Linked DNA regions of Gossypium hirsutum: region 1 is linked to region 2. A link is a contact called in public Hi-C data. All regions are on one chromosome and are shown on one strand. The core of a region is the stretch at or near the end of the contact, and the rest is flanking DNA. Distances in the headings are between cores, read along the strand shown. Region 1 holds the start of LOC107961971 (homeobox-leucine zipper protein MERISTEM L1). Region 2 holds the start of LOC107961963 (pyruvate, phosphate dikinase regulatory protein 1, chloroplastic).

Region 1 (6,709 bases), core at 3,146-5,645, 510 kb before region 2:
ATTTGTTTTCGGACAAACACCTTTTCTTCTCTTTTCCCTGCAGCACATTGTGAAATGGGATAAGCTTAGATTGCAAACTCCAAATATAGTGAAGGATTAATTAAGTTGATTGCTCACCTTTTTTTATATCATCTTTGGTCAAGCATTATTGCACATTACGGCAGCCTTGATCCTTTCAACTGTGCATTTAATTAGACTATTGACAGTCGTCACTGATCCAAGGGAAAGCTTTGCTGTTGGAACTGAATCAACCAAAATCTGGAAAGCAACGGTAAGGAGAGAGCCACCCGAGCCTATTTCGAGAATCCCTCCTCCATTAACTCCTGGACCATCGGGTAGAATTGCGAAACCGGATGGCAATAGTGCGAGATAATCCGGGTCCCCCCCACTTAAGACGACGTTCATTGCAACAATATCGACCGGGGCATATATCACATAGGACCCTGTAGCATCAGTGCAGCTCTCTTGAAGTATCAACATGTTGCTTTGGCTAGAGTTTGCACTCTGCAGATCGGTTTCCAGTTAGAGATGTTAACTTAATGGATGATTGTCGTCAATTAAAGATCTAAAGCATGTGTTTAACTTGCCAACTTACATTTACGCGCAGTAAAGAGACACAATTGCCTGGATCACGACCATTAGCTATGTGAGCCATTTCTTGAACTAGGCCACCATTTGATAGGATATCCCACTATAAATTCAATTTAAAAACTGCAAATTAGTATAATATTCTAACATAAAAAGTGTACCATTGTTTTGGCTTTATTGGAAGCTTAGTTAATGTACCTCACTTCTAGAGTTCTCATCCCTTAGGAAATCAAATACCCTCTTTGGTGGAACTGGGATCCAGAAGGAAGTTGCAGCACTAAGTACAATACCAGGAGGCCTTCCTGGATCATCCATGCTCTTTCGGGTCATAACCCGCACATCATCGGAGCCTGTTGCCGATAAACTTGTCCAAGCATGGGCCGTAGAAGCACCAACACCTGTACAAAAGCTAGTCACCATCCTCTCTGCCAACTTCAACATACTTTTCCTCCCTTCTAGGCTTGTTATAACTGCAGAGATCAAAAGGAAGCGATATGGTAACATCAGAGAAACATGGAATGCACTGCATTCAACAAGGTATCCCTAGGACTAAGAGAATTATAAGCTGCTAAACATGGTGTTACCGCATAGATCCCCTGCCGGAATGTTACTGGCCATTGAACTTGCTAGACGCTCACACTGTCGATCTAACGTAGCCACCCAACGTTTTGCTCCAAAAGCTAGACCGGAATTAACTACTGGTCTGTATATGTTGTGGATAGCTCTATCATCCACTTCTACATGCTCGACCCATATAACCTGAAAGTATAATGAAAACATGACATTGTATACACGTTAAGCGGCAACATAAAATGCAGCCCAACAAATATATACTCATTGAAATAAAGAGTAAGTTACCTTAGAGTATCCATTTGGCAATTCTTGGATCAAGCAACCTGAGGGCCTTCTTCTACACTTGGACATTGGGTTAGGGCGTAAATTATCCAAGGAAACATCAACCACTGCCCAAGTTCCATCAATATGCTGCTTACAGTACCTCACGAAATAATTTTCCCGAGTTGGTACAAGTGGTGAAGGGACTTGGAACTCAGCCGTCATCTGAAAATGCAAGATGTTAGGCATGCTTTTAGAGCTTAGGGAAAGAGCATGCATGCCAGAAAGTTTTATTAGATTGGTATTGAAAAGAAAAGCATATAGATGTACTTAGTACCACTTGCAAGGCTCCATTGTAGTTTCCTGCAACTCCAGTTGATAGGACTTCTAAAGTCATAGCCCTTGAAACAATACCGCAAAACACACTTGACCATTGATTCTGGAAATCAATCGTTTTTGTCATAAATAAATGGGGGTGGATCTAAAAATTTATATAATGGACCCAAACTTGGGGAAAAAAAAATCCTACCACATCCATGAGAATCTCAACTAAGTTGACATGATTCATGATGACAACTGCAGATTCTCTTGAAGCTTCAGACCTCAACCCCAAAGGCTTTGGTCCAATTCCCCTAGGGAAAGTTCTTAAGTATTCATCTTCGCTCAACACATCTATAGAATTGTCCCCAGGAACCCACAAAGGTTCCCCAGATTGGGCCATTCGTATTAGTTCCTCCATTGCAGCAACAGCAAGCTCAACAATCATGGGCTTATCCGCTTCTGTAGGTCCAGAGACAGACCTCAGAAGATCACCACTGCGATCCATTTCCCCTACAAATCCTGATTGTGTCCCGAAATTGCTAGCTCCAAGATCAACAGAGCGCGAATGTAAATGAGATGAAAGGTGAGGCAAAGAAGATAAAGGCTTGCCAACATATTTAGCAGCTATTCCAGATATCCTATCAATCTGTAATACAAGAAAACCAAAATATAAAAAGTACAATAAAAAGGTAACTTGATAATAAGATGGGATGTGTGAGGCATTTTTCAATCACCTCTTCCCTTAACCGAGCATTTTCTATTCTCAAAAGTTGCTCATCAAATGACATCTCTCCAAGGGCAGCTGGGCCTCCACAGCTGGGGCATGTAGCATTGCTGAGAGCTTCCTTGTACCTATTATTCTCGGCTCGGAGTTTTTCATTCTCAGCCTTCAGTATAGCATTTTCATGGCGTTCATGTTGGGCCTGTTAATGAAGGTGAACTTTAGCAACTAAGCTAGGAAAGCTTACTACATAGACAGAAAAGCTTAATCATAAAACAAGTCTAAATACTTAAATAAGCAGATTAGAGCTCCTGATTTTCACCTATATATGGAAATATACCTTCATTTGGGTGCGCTTGTTTTGGAACCAAAACTTGACTTGAAGAGGTTCTAACCCTAGCTCACGGCCAAGCTCCTTCCTTTGCTTATCATCAGGGTGAGGGCACTCCTTAAAGAATCTGAGCAACAAAGTGTCAAAACAATCAATTCCCCAAAGAAGAACTAGTCATGTTAATATTTCTTATCTTTAAGTAAGAGGAAAAAAAAAACTTACGCTTCCATCTCCTGGATTTGACGCTGGGTATGACGATGATAACACTTCATTTTAGGGCGTTGGTCAGGATCTTGATCATCTCCAGAGGGAGCATCCATAGTTTCAGTGACTGATTTGATCTCATAATCATCATCCCTGACCTTCCCCATTAGTTCACTTTCCGAGGTCTTATGAGACATGTCGAACATATGGGGACTCTCAAATAAGTTGGGGCTAAACATGTTAACAAAGTGCTCGAATGTCGACGGTATGGATATTCTGGGTTCTGCCGAGAGAACATACACAAATCAAGCAAACTAAAATAAAGGGGGAAAAGGGTTAAATAAACTGTAGAACAGTAACGAAAGACACAAAATGTAAATACAAAGAAGTCATAAAGAAGGTTAAAAAAGTCAAAACCAGTGCATGACAATCGAATCGTCGAAACATTTGGAAGGCAAATAAACAGTGGAGCTGTAAACCATATACCATCTCTCTTTCAAAGAAAAAAAGTTTTAGTTCGCTTATCGAGAAGGATTTTTCTTTGAATATCTTAATAACCAACTGCTACTATATTTAAAGGTAGCATATACTTCGAAGATTAAAATGATGGATTAGTCGAAAGCTTATCGTAATCTATTCCCATGGGAAAAGTGAAAGAACCTCGGAGAAATAAAAAGAGCAGCAAAAGTTGGGGAAAAAAAGGAGGAAAGAAATTACCTTATATATGGATTATTTGGAGGAGGAGACTAAGAGCTTAGGGCAACTATTTTCTTGTCTTAAATGCAGTGGTAAGTTGGTCACTAGAAATCTCATGTTGGGAGACATAGATAGCCGATGACCTTTAAAACCCTAACCAGCAGCAATACATGCTACACATATCAGTCTCTTGCTTGTTAGATTCTTGGCCCCGGTTTCCTATATTGGTGGTATTTAGGTTGATTTTGATAGAAAGTCCCCACAAACCAAAGATTACAAACACTTTTTGCACTCTCTCTTGATTCTCAGCAAAGCTTTATAAGCGAATTTATGAAAGAGAGAATGGCAAATGTTGTGAACACAGATCGGGTGCTATAAACAAGCTGGTCCAGGGAAAGAAATAGGTTTTGTGAGTAGAGACTTTTTAAAGGGCCGTATAGGCAAAACAAAAGAAAACCCTTTTGAACATTGTTGAGAAAGATTAATGAAAGGAGGCTTTAGGGTGGTTTTTAAGAGTTTGGGGTCACTGGTTTGACAGACCTACCTTGAGAGAGAATAGGGTTAAAGTCTAGAGAGAGAAAGGGGTTTGAAGTTCCTAGGGGGGGTTGAGGAAAATGAAGAGAATTGAAGAAACAGGTGGAGAGGATGTGGCAGCTAAGGAGTTAATAGCAGAGCCCATCGAGAGGGTGCAATAGCATTTATGGTGGGTGAGAGGTGTAATTGCGAGTGATAGAAATAAAAATTATAGAAAGAGAAAAACATCTCCCCTTCCCTACCCTTTCTTTAAATTAACTTTGTAAGCTTTCAACTAGTTTTCAGTGTCTCAGCTCCAATATTGATAGGTTTTACTAATAAGCATGCAGGTATAGGATATATATATATTTGTAGATAAAAGAAGTTAAATATATTTACTAATAACAGGACTTATATCTAATATCAATACTGTCTTGTAAAATTTTCATCTCAATCAACTTGGAGCAACATCATAAATTCTCAAATCAAGAGAAATATTTCTTCCTAATATTGTCATGAAATCTGCAACAATATTCACTGTGTACACATATAGTATAAAAAGTTTAAATTTTTCATAAGATAAAAGATATAATTGATATCTCACAAGTTTAAATCATAACGACTACTTTCAAATATTTATTGTTTTGTTTTGGAATTAAATATTTGCTTTATATATGGTTGAATATTATACTAATTAATTTCCCCATCAAATTACATGAAAAGCAAATTAGAGCTGCTGCTAGAATAACTGAAATATATTTAATCTTTCGGCTTGCTCTCAAATCTTCCAAGAAATTATTGAGTCTGAAGGATACAGGCTATGATCTGCATTTGCAGATTTCAGACGCATTATATATCATGTCCATGCATGCATGCCTACCAAAATCTATGTGGTGCAATTCTCATAATTGCTAACCAAATTTAATCTCGTCTCTTCCTTTTGACATATATGCATACATATAATCATATCCGGTCGGTATATGAATTAATTCAACTCATCTGTGATCTGTTTTATGTATTTATTTACTTTTATTGCATTAATTATCGACATTGAAAGGGTATTGCAGATTGCACAACCAACAGCTAAAAGAATAGTACAACTTTAACGTTTTTTTCCTTTCATATTTGACATATTACCCAAGATTTTGTTATAATATTGTGCCTGGGTAGCTCCTTTGCATTAGCTACCTAACTACTCTAACATTTATTATCTTTCATTATTTTTTCTAATAACAAGTAATTCATTCTTTTATTTTTTTGATGGGACATGAACTTTAAAGTGATTCATTAAATAAAAGTACCATATTCCGTATACGATTAAACATTTACATTTTTCTTTGTAACCATGCTTGAATTCAAAATAGCAAGCTTATTTGGTCATGTATCTAAGGGTGTAGGCCAAACATTTTGTTGCTCATTCTTCTTTTGCTCCTTAGACATGCTTCTTCTGCTGCTCTCCTTGAGACATGTATTCAATTATTTTCTCACTAACATTTGTTTACGGTAAATGTTAAAATCTCATTTCCTTCTCCTTAAACCACCGAAACAAAAAGAGTTTAGGTCTGAAGAATAGATTCATGATGAAATTGTTACTACAAAAGTTCGGTGAGGAAAGTTTGAACAAACGATTAATAACTCAAACAGAAAACGAAGAAATAGGACAAGGCTCCAAAGCATGTATCAAACCACTATCTTTAAGGATCTAATCGTCCCACCTATACTTGGTGTGCAAATGAGTTTCAAGCAAATAAATCTCGAGGATACAATGAAACCTGATGACTATTTGTGTTTTGCATTGACGAAAATAGTCCACTGAGCACTGGGCAATGTATAACAAGAAAATCAATTTCTATAAAAAAAATTCTGCAGGAACTCTTTATAGAATAATCTAATAATATTAGAAGATGGAGGAAAGATAGAAATAATTTTAGAACTTGGTGATATATTTCCAAATAAATCCCATTCCTATTTATAGGAATTTTTATTTCTCTTTATATAGACATTTTTCAAGAGTGCCCCCATAATTATAACACTCTAACATATTTATGTTATGGGTCTATTAAGATTATATTACTCATCATTCCTTTATCATTACGGGTATCTAGCACTTTAATTTTAGGATAGATATATTTATAGTGCTAGCAGTCACATACTAATGATGTACTTTATCTCATTGGACTTAAGACGTAACGTTATACCAAGCATTGAGTCGAGTTTCCGTTATAGGTAACTCTCATAAATGGGCATGAGTCACATCTCTTTTGAGATCTTGTTGACTACATCTCTAGCAAGACTTTTTGTCAAAGGATCTACCAAATTTTCACTTGACCTCACATAATTAATAGTGATCACTCCATCAAAGATTAATTTTCGGCCATAGCTATATCTAAATCCAATGTGTTTAGACTTTACATTATATACTTAGGTATATGCCTTTGCTAGAGTAGTCACACTTTCACAACGGATAGAAATAGGTGAAATTGATTTAGATCATAGAGGTA
Region 2 (7,422 bases), core at 1,274-3,773:
TAAATGCTAAAAACTAAGTTCTTCCATTACGGGGTTAAAATTTTAGTTTGGTAAATTTTATGGCCTTAAATAATTCTTTTGTTTCAAATCTACCTAAGTCAGTATATCTCTTAAAAGTGAGAATTCTCAAGGGAAATTCTCCAAGGCACCAAAACAAAGCCAGAACAAACTCAAAAGAAAAAAGTACTTGAATCAAACTAAAAATACGAAAACAATGCACGCAAGGTGTTTGAGTAAATGCTCTCAAATATATTCAATAGCAACGAATGGGATGATTACAAATGAAGTACTCTATTTATAGTTGAGCTCTCCCAAATTCAATGGTATAATTTAAACTACACCGATGATAAAGATTAAAGACTATCTACAAGATGAGAGTCCTAAGGGATTTAAACTTTATACAATTTTATCCCTTAGGATTTACAATATTCACCATGGTAACTCTAGTTTTATTGGAGTGTTCCACTAGGCCCCTAAGACTTTAAGTAGATGGACTTCTCCATATGTTTCACGAATTGAGCTAATTCAAGTGGATCAAATGAACCCCATGAGACGTTTTGTGTGCATTTGTCATAAGTTTCGACCCGTGGCTTGTTGACCTGCCATTAATTATAATGGTAGTTTAAATACATTTTGGCACTTGACAAAACTTATTTTCTTGACATTTTATAATTAATTATTAAATTTCTAATATTAATAGCTTAGAATCTATATATTAATAAAATAAGTGTTTTGACACATTTTCTAATGTTTCGATGATTCGTAAGGCCAACATGGGTCTCAGGAGTGATTAATGGGCTAATTAAGTGTGTAGGATGCCAATTCAAGTCCAAGAATACAAGGAATAATCATCGGGCTGCAAGACAAGGGAGCCCAACAGAACAAAGAAGTTGTCAATGCTAAAAAGCATTTCATCTCGTGACGAGGAATTTCCCCTTGTCATGGCGACGCGACGATCATCAGAAGGCATTCACGATAGCGATGTTGTGACGAAGAGTCATTTTACGTCAGGATGACTTGACAAAGGCAGGCCAAAATGAGCTAAATCCTAGGACGAAACTCTTGGGATATTTTCATATTTAGACCCTAGCAATCTAAGATTATATTGTATTAATTAGTATCTAAATGTATCTTGTGTTATGTGGGCACCAAATAGCTTGTAGCCTATATAAGTAACTTTAGGGTAATCGGGATTGGTAGACAGGACGGTGTAGACTTAGACAGATAGTTTTTACTATTCAGTTTTCTTTGTATTTTATTTTGATGTTCGCTTAGTTGGAACTTATCTGTTCCGATGTGAAAACAATTACGAGCGAAGATTGCTCTGGATCTGCGCTTCAATATATTTATCAATAAGCATTCTCTTCACTCTTCTATTTTATTATTTTATTTATATTTCATTAATCTGATCAATTAACATTTGTATGAATATTAGAATAATTTCTTGTGCTTTATTCATATCTTGCATGATTCGATTATTAAATTGATTTATCTGTTAAGTGGTTATTTATCTGAAATTGGTTGTTTATTCAAGAGTACTTAGTATATTAGGGAGAGACGCCCCTGATAGAATATCTAGACAGGTGAGACCGAAAGGGTATCTTGTCGTTTATACCTTGTGCCAAACAATGAGTTTGAGAGGGTATTCGTATGCCTAGGAAGAGACTAAAAGGGTGACTTAGGTAGTAATCCTTAGTGAAGATGAGACCGAAAAAGTATTTTTAACTAAGAGTGATAAATAACTCAATCGATGATAATTAATTATTTAATTAGATAAGCTAGAGGCTCGCATTGCCAACACTAGAAAATGGAAATTCCCTTAGGTTAATTTTAGATTAATTAATTTCATTAGTTTAATTAATCTTTTAATTTGGATTCACACTACTAATTTGTGACTTGATTAGATTAGTAATTATTTTCTATAGTTAATTTAATAATAAGTTTCTCCAATCTGCAATCTCTTGGGTACGATCCTCAGAATACTTATTGGTGTTCTATTGTAACGCTTACTATATTACATTTGACATGTACATTTGCAGATACCGCACTTAAATATTTATATTTTTATTTGCACATTTTTAACTTTAAACGTTCGCACATTTAGATGCGGTCTCCTATCACACTTGCATCCAATTATTATGTAATTAACCTCCACTAAGTGAATAAACTTAACACAAAACTTAAAAAAAAATGAAAAGTAATATTTAATTAATATTTTAAGTGACATCAAAATGTTTACGTATTGTAGTTAGTTATCATGCTAGTCTCACACACTAGAGGCCCCCAGTTCAAACTCGGGCCCAGACATGTTTATTCTCTTTTGTGATTTCTTTTTGGTGGTCTCTCAGTATGGCATGCATAAACCGACATCAACACCTTCTCTCATGAATGTTACCATAAAAAAGGCATTATGTGATTGGATCCACTTCCCCATAGTTTGGAGGCTCTTTTATCCATTTTATTTTGTTTAAACTACATGCAATATTCTCTCAATCCTCCCATTAACTCATTTAAAGCCCTCACTGAAATTTTCATGCACCAAACAATGGGTTCAACTTCCTATTGAATTCGCATTTATATCCAAGAATCCATATCCCTCCCATCATTTCCCAATAAAGTGAGATCCTTGTAATATGATGAAAGATGAGAATCAAATTGATGTTTTTATTTCAAATGGGAATAAATATCTTAGATTTTTAATATCCAATTCAGTCCAACTTAGTTGGTGGGTTCATATTTCATTAACCTATTGTTTGGATTTTGCTACCATTTTTTGGCCCGAGATCCTTCCACCTCATAATTTTCAGACAGGTAAATAAAATTAGATTACAAGAAAAGCAAATGAAGCAAAACTAAGAATGCTCGCTTGTCCTTGCTCCGCCTTCAACCTCCGGGCCACGGCCACCCCGGCCAATCCCGATATTTCCGACCCAGAACCCGAGCCCAAAGTTCGGAAACTAAAAGGTAGCCCACAGTTCAACAGATGGTACCGTGCACGAGCCTTAAGGTCGGGCCACAAGCTTGAACGACCGAGCCACGGGACTGGGGCGCTTGAGGTGAACCCCTCAGCTCAACGAATCAGTGAGACCTTGTCTTTGGAACCCACTTCAACGGCAAATGACAGCGATCGTGAGGTGGAGGTAACAGACTCGGGGAAGCCAATTTATATGGTATCTGATGGAACTGGATGGACGGCGGAGCATTCCGTTAACGCAGCGTTGGGGCAGTTCGAGCATTGTTTGGTGGATCGTGGTTGTCCCGTAAATACCCATCTCTTCTCTGGGGTATGTTTGTTTCATATTTCAGAACTTGTTTCAGTTACTAATTAATCCAAGTTTAGTTGTTATTCAAGTTGATGTATTTGTTGTAGTTAGTGATGAAACTAGAACTTGTAGTGTTTTAAAAACTGGGAAATCATTTAGATTGGTTGAATGACAATGATGATCTGCAATTGTTCAGATTGATGATGTTGAGAGATTGATGGAGATTATAAAGCAGGCAGCCAAGGAAGGTGCATTGCTTGTATATACTTTAGCTGATCCTTCCATGGCAGAGTCCGCCAAGCAAGCTTGCAAATTGTGGGGTATACCATCGACGGATATATTGGGTCCAATTACAGAGGCTATTGCTGCTCATTTAGGTGTCTCACCTTCTGGTCTTCCCCGTGGAGCAGCTGGAAGAAACATCCCTCTCTCAGATGAATACTTTCGGCGGATTGAAGCTGTTGAATTTACAATCAAGCAGGATGATGGGGCTCTACCTCAAAACTTAAGCAAGGCTGACATTGTGCTCACAGGTGTTTCTCGTACTGGGAAGACGCCGTTATCAATTTATCTAGCACAGAAAGGATATAAAGTAGCCAATGTGCCTATTGTGAATGGAGTGGCTTTGCCAAAGGGACTTTTCGAAGTAGACCCTGAGAAGGTTTTTGGTTTGACTATTAATCCCTTGGTCTTGCAAACTATTAGGAAAGCAAGGGCTAAGAGTCTGGGTTTCGGTGACAATGCAAGGAGTAACTACTCGGAGATGGCTTATGTGAAAGAGGAGTTGGAGTTTGCTCGCAAGGTTTTTGCTCAAAATCCTACATGGCCAGTCATCGGTAAACATAATTAATTTACTTATTTTTGTTTAACTCTCCCAACTGCTTTGATTCCTTGACATGGAGATACTTAGAGATCATTATTAAGCTTAAGATGATTAAAAATATGGTAAATTTTGATATTAAGCAGTTAAAGATGTTTGACATATTCATCTGATGAACCTTGGGCTCACCTACTGGTCCTTATCCTTGCAGAAGTTACTGGTAAAGCAATTGAAGAAACTGCTGCTGTTATATTGAGGCTCTACCATGACCGTAAGCAAAAGTGTTCAATGCCACGAATATCAAAACGTTACTAATGAAGTCATGAGATGGAAAATTACTTTTTCTCCAGGTATGCTGGAGTAATAGGACTTTGCTGCCTTGTAACTACTGAGAAAGGAGGGGGGGGGGGTTTGATGAAATTAGTTACAATTTACATGTACAATGCCAGTGCTTTACTGGTTATGAACTATAATACTAACTACTATTCTATAATGATGCAATACAACTATGTAGTTTACTTATGCAGTTTGTCCTACAACAAACTTTTCTTTCTGTCAATTTAACATATAAAGATTCTTAATAAAGTGGCAGCCATTATGTGTTACAAGTGGTTTTTATTATTGAAAATATATTCTAAAGGGGCTACTTCATTATCTTCCGAACCTGATATATTGATTGTTGAGGAAATTAGTACCAGAACGAGTGCAAGGTCTAGCTTGTCTTTAATCATTCGTTTATTATTTTGGTTTATTTGAGTCTGCATTTTCTCCCCACTGGGGGATATATAAAACTTGTATCTGGTTTTATCCAAGAAGCTTGAATCCGTATTTTCTAGGTGCTCTTGAATTCCTTACCTTAAGAGGTTTTCCATTTGTCAATGACTACAATGTTCTGAATCAGTTTGCTGAATGCCATTATGAAGTTTGTTTTAGTCCTATAGTTGAATTAGTGATTTTGTTGGGTTCTGTATCATGATACATTAAATTTCTTTATGCTTTCGCATTATTCATACAGTTGAAATGGACTGCTTCTGTTTTGATGAATAGAATAAAAGATTTTCGTTTTTCACACAGTGAAGAGCATTAGGTAAAAGGGATCTAGTCATAGTACCCACTACAGATGATCTTCGAAAATATTAGTTTGAGATTCCTAATAAAGTGAGGTAGTAACCTAGGGTAGCTGCATATGTCAGACATTTTCTCAGCTTAAAAGACCAGTGGAAAAGGATTAATATGCTGAGAGGCTCTCAATAGCTGTCATCCTTGATTTTAGAAGCAACGTGTATCTTTGTGGCTCTGTTAGCCAAGTAAACATGCGACTTGGGCACTCCTCACATTCACTGCCACCTCAGCACGTCATGGGTGGACTATGACAATTATGCCTATGACATTTGGAAGCAGTTCATTTTTTTCCAAGGAAAGACTGTATTCTGGGATCAGATGTGGCTTTATGGAACTGAAACATTTCAACGTCTGAAGCAGCTTTTCTCAATGGTGAAAATTTTAGCTCTTTGCATGCTCTCATGGTCATAGTGTACATACATATTGCCTATTATTCTGCTTTATTTGCTGCCGGCAGCATGATGCATTTGCTTTTTTGCTCATTTTCACTAACATGGTTTCACAAAAGCACAATGATTACTTGAACCATAACGGAACCCAAGCATTAATGTATTCAGTATGAGGAATGATTCAATCTTTCCCACTTCAACTGAACCATCAGTGAGAGCGCTCGGCCTACTTGACAGTTGTGGGAACAAGCCTACGTGCCTTTGGAAAAGAATTCCCCCCTCCCCCCCCCCCCCCAAAACAAAATAGGTAGCCCTTCTTTATTCCCCAAAGCCCAGACTTTGGTCCAAAAAAGGTAAGAAACTAGGAGTGCGCATGCTGATATGCAAATATACATTTATGTATATATTTTAGTGCCTGTAAATCTCAGGGTCATAGCTACCATCATCTTCCCTCTGCTCAATCACATGAAAGCCACAAAGAACAAGCACTTGAAGTTGGACTGTCAGAAAAAAGAAATAAAAAAATAAAAAATAAGAGAGGTATGGGCGAAGGAAAATTAAAAGAAGGGGAGCAAAGGTAACTTTTCCGATCCTCCATGTCAACTTGTCTTATTTGAAGATAAACAAGAAAGCACAAAAAGTAGGATACCATGTTTTGTTTCATCTCTTACATACATACATACATATTTATGTAAATTTAAAAGGAAAGATTCCTTCTCTTTGTCTTAGTGGAGTAAGGCCTTGTCTTCATCTCCAAAATTTCTTTAAAGAAGCTCTGTTAATGGAAGATAGATTAGCTTTTGTCATCCCATGGTCCACTTTGTCTTCTTTTCCTAAACTTTCTTTTTGTTCTTCACTTCCTGGATAGTTCTCATCAAAAGAAGGCCCTTTTTTTTTTTAAAAGATGGCCTATCATCAACCACTTGCATCCATTTCTGTTTGTCAAGCATTGAACTCCCATGTGTGTGTTATACTGCAACATATTTTAATCAGCAATATGTTGGAGAGTTATCTTTTTCAGCTACTAATCTAAGCCAGTCTCATCTCCATTCATTTTGCTTATCGACAAGGTGAAATATATCAGCAAAATCGTGCCCATGCTTGACCTGTCGAAGAACGGAAAATTTCACTTCAATATATCAAATCAATTTGTTGAAAGTGTTCATGTAATTTGCAGGTGAAAATACCATAATAGCTTGGAAGCTTACAATGTGGCAAACAACATGAGAATCCTCTTGGGATCAAGCAACCATGGTGGAGGATACCGCCTGAAACTATTCCTCCTCAAACTAAATCTGCTTTCGGTTGCAGCAGCGATATTGCCGGTTGTAATGGTGATCTGATGATGAACTTGTTGGTTGGTGGCAGGATCGGTGGACCCGGCAACCACCGTCCTCGGCTTTTCTGGCATGGAAGACCCTACCAGAGCAATTGCAGTTTCAATAATTCCAAAGTAATGTGAACTAACAGGCATACATGCAGAAGATTGCATCCAAGAGAAAAGAGCCACCAACAAAAAGGACATTCTCTCAAGAATCTGTACTTGCACCAAACTAATAAACACACAGAAGTGCTCAGGTTCATGCATTGAGCTCTTGTGAGTTAAATGACAAAGGCTTTTCCATAGGTGCCCCGTTGTTAACAAGTTAATTTCAAGCAAGGCATGTAATGCCAGCACATGGTGAAGGACCAAGAATCTTAGTATTAAAGTAATTGATAATATATAGAACCGTATAATTGTGGAGCTATTACTGGCTACTAAACCCCGGAGGTGAGGTTGGTCCAGGTTGGTGATGAGCTAAACGATTTCCATCTTTTTCAAGGAAAT

What was found. Hi-C and Micro-C count contacts between places; a contact is called where the count stands out from the background.
Region 1: a contact with region 2 is called in a Hi-C map of leaf, with 2.2 times the contacts expected there. The contact joins the promoter of LOC107961971 here to the promoter of LOC107961963 in region 2. A contact is called at or near these places in 3 of 34 Hi-C or Micro-C datasets (callus, leaf and seedling).

Annotation. Positions count from the first base shown.
Region 1 is chrA06:115,841,931-115,848,639 of Gossypium_hirsutum_v2.1, reverse strand. LOC107961971 (homeobox-leucine zipper protein MERISTEM L1) reads right to left here and starts at 4,395. Exons shown (of 12, transcript XM_016898160.2): 1 at 3,717-4,395; 2 at 3,018-3,282; 3 at 2,805-2,922; 4 at 2,478-2,666; 5 at 1,952-2,389; 6 at 1,760-1,861; 7 at 1,447-1,647; 8 at 1,173-1,347; 9 at 787-1,058; 10 at 596-691; 11 at 118-504; 12 at 1-37. The coding sequence starts at 3,238. The coding sequence ends at 139.
Region 2 is chrA06:115,326,395-115,333,816 of Gossypium_hirsutum_v2.1, reverse strand. It overlaps LOC107961963 (pyruvate, phosphate dikinase regulatory protein 1, chloroplastic), which reads left to right and starts at 2,523. Exons shown (of 3, transcript XM_016898153.2): 1 at 2,523-3,284; 2 at 3,460-4,099; 3 at 4,295-4,605. The coding sequence starts at 2,859. The coding sequence ends at 4,398. LOC107961962 reads right to left here. Exons shown (of 5, transcript XM_016898151.2): 4 at 6,803-7,013; 5 at 6,173-6,700. The coding sequence ends at 6,619.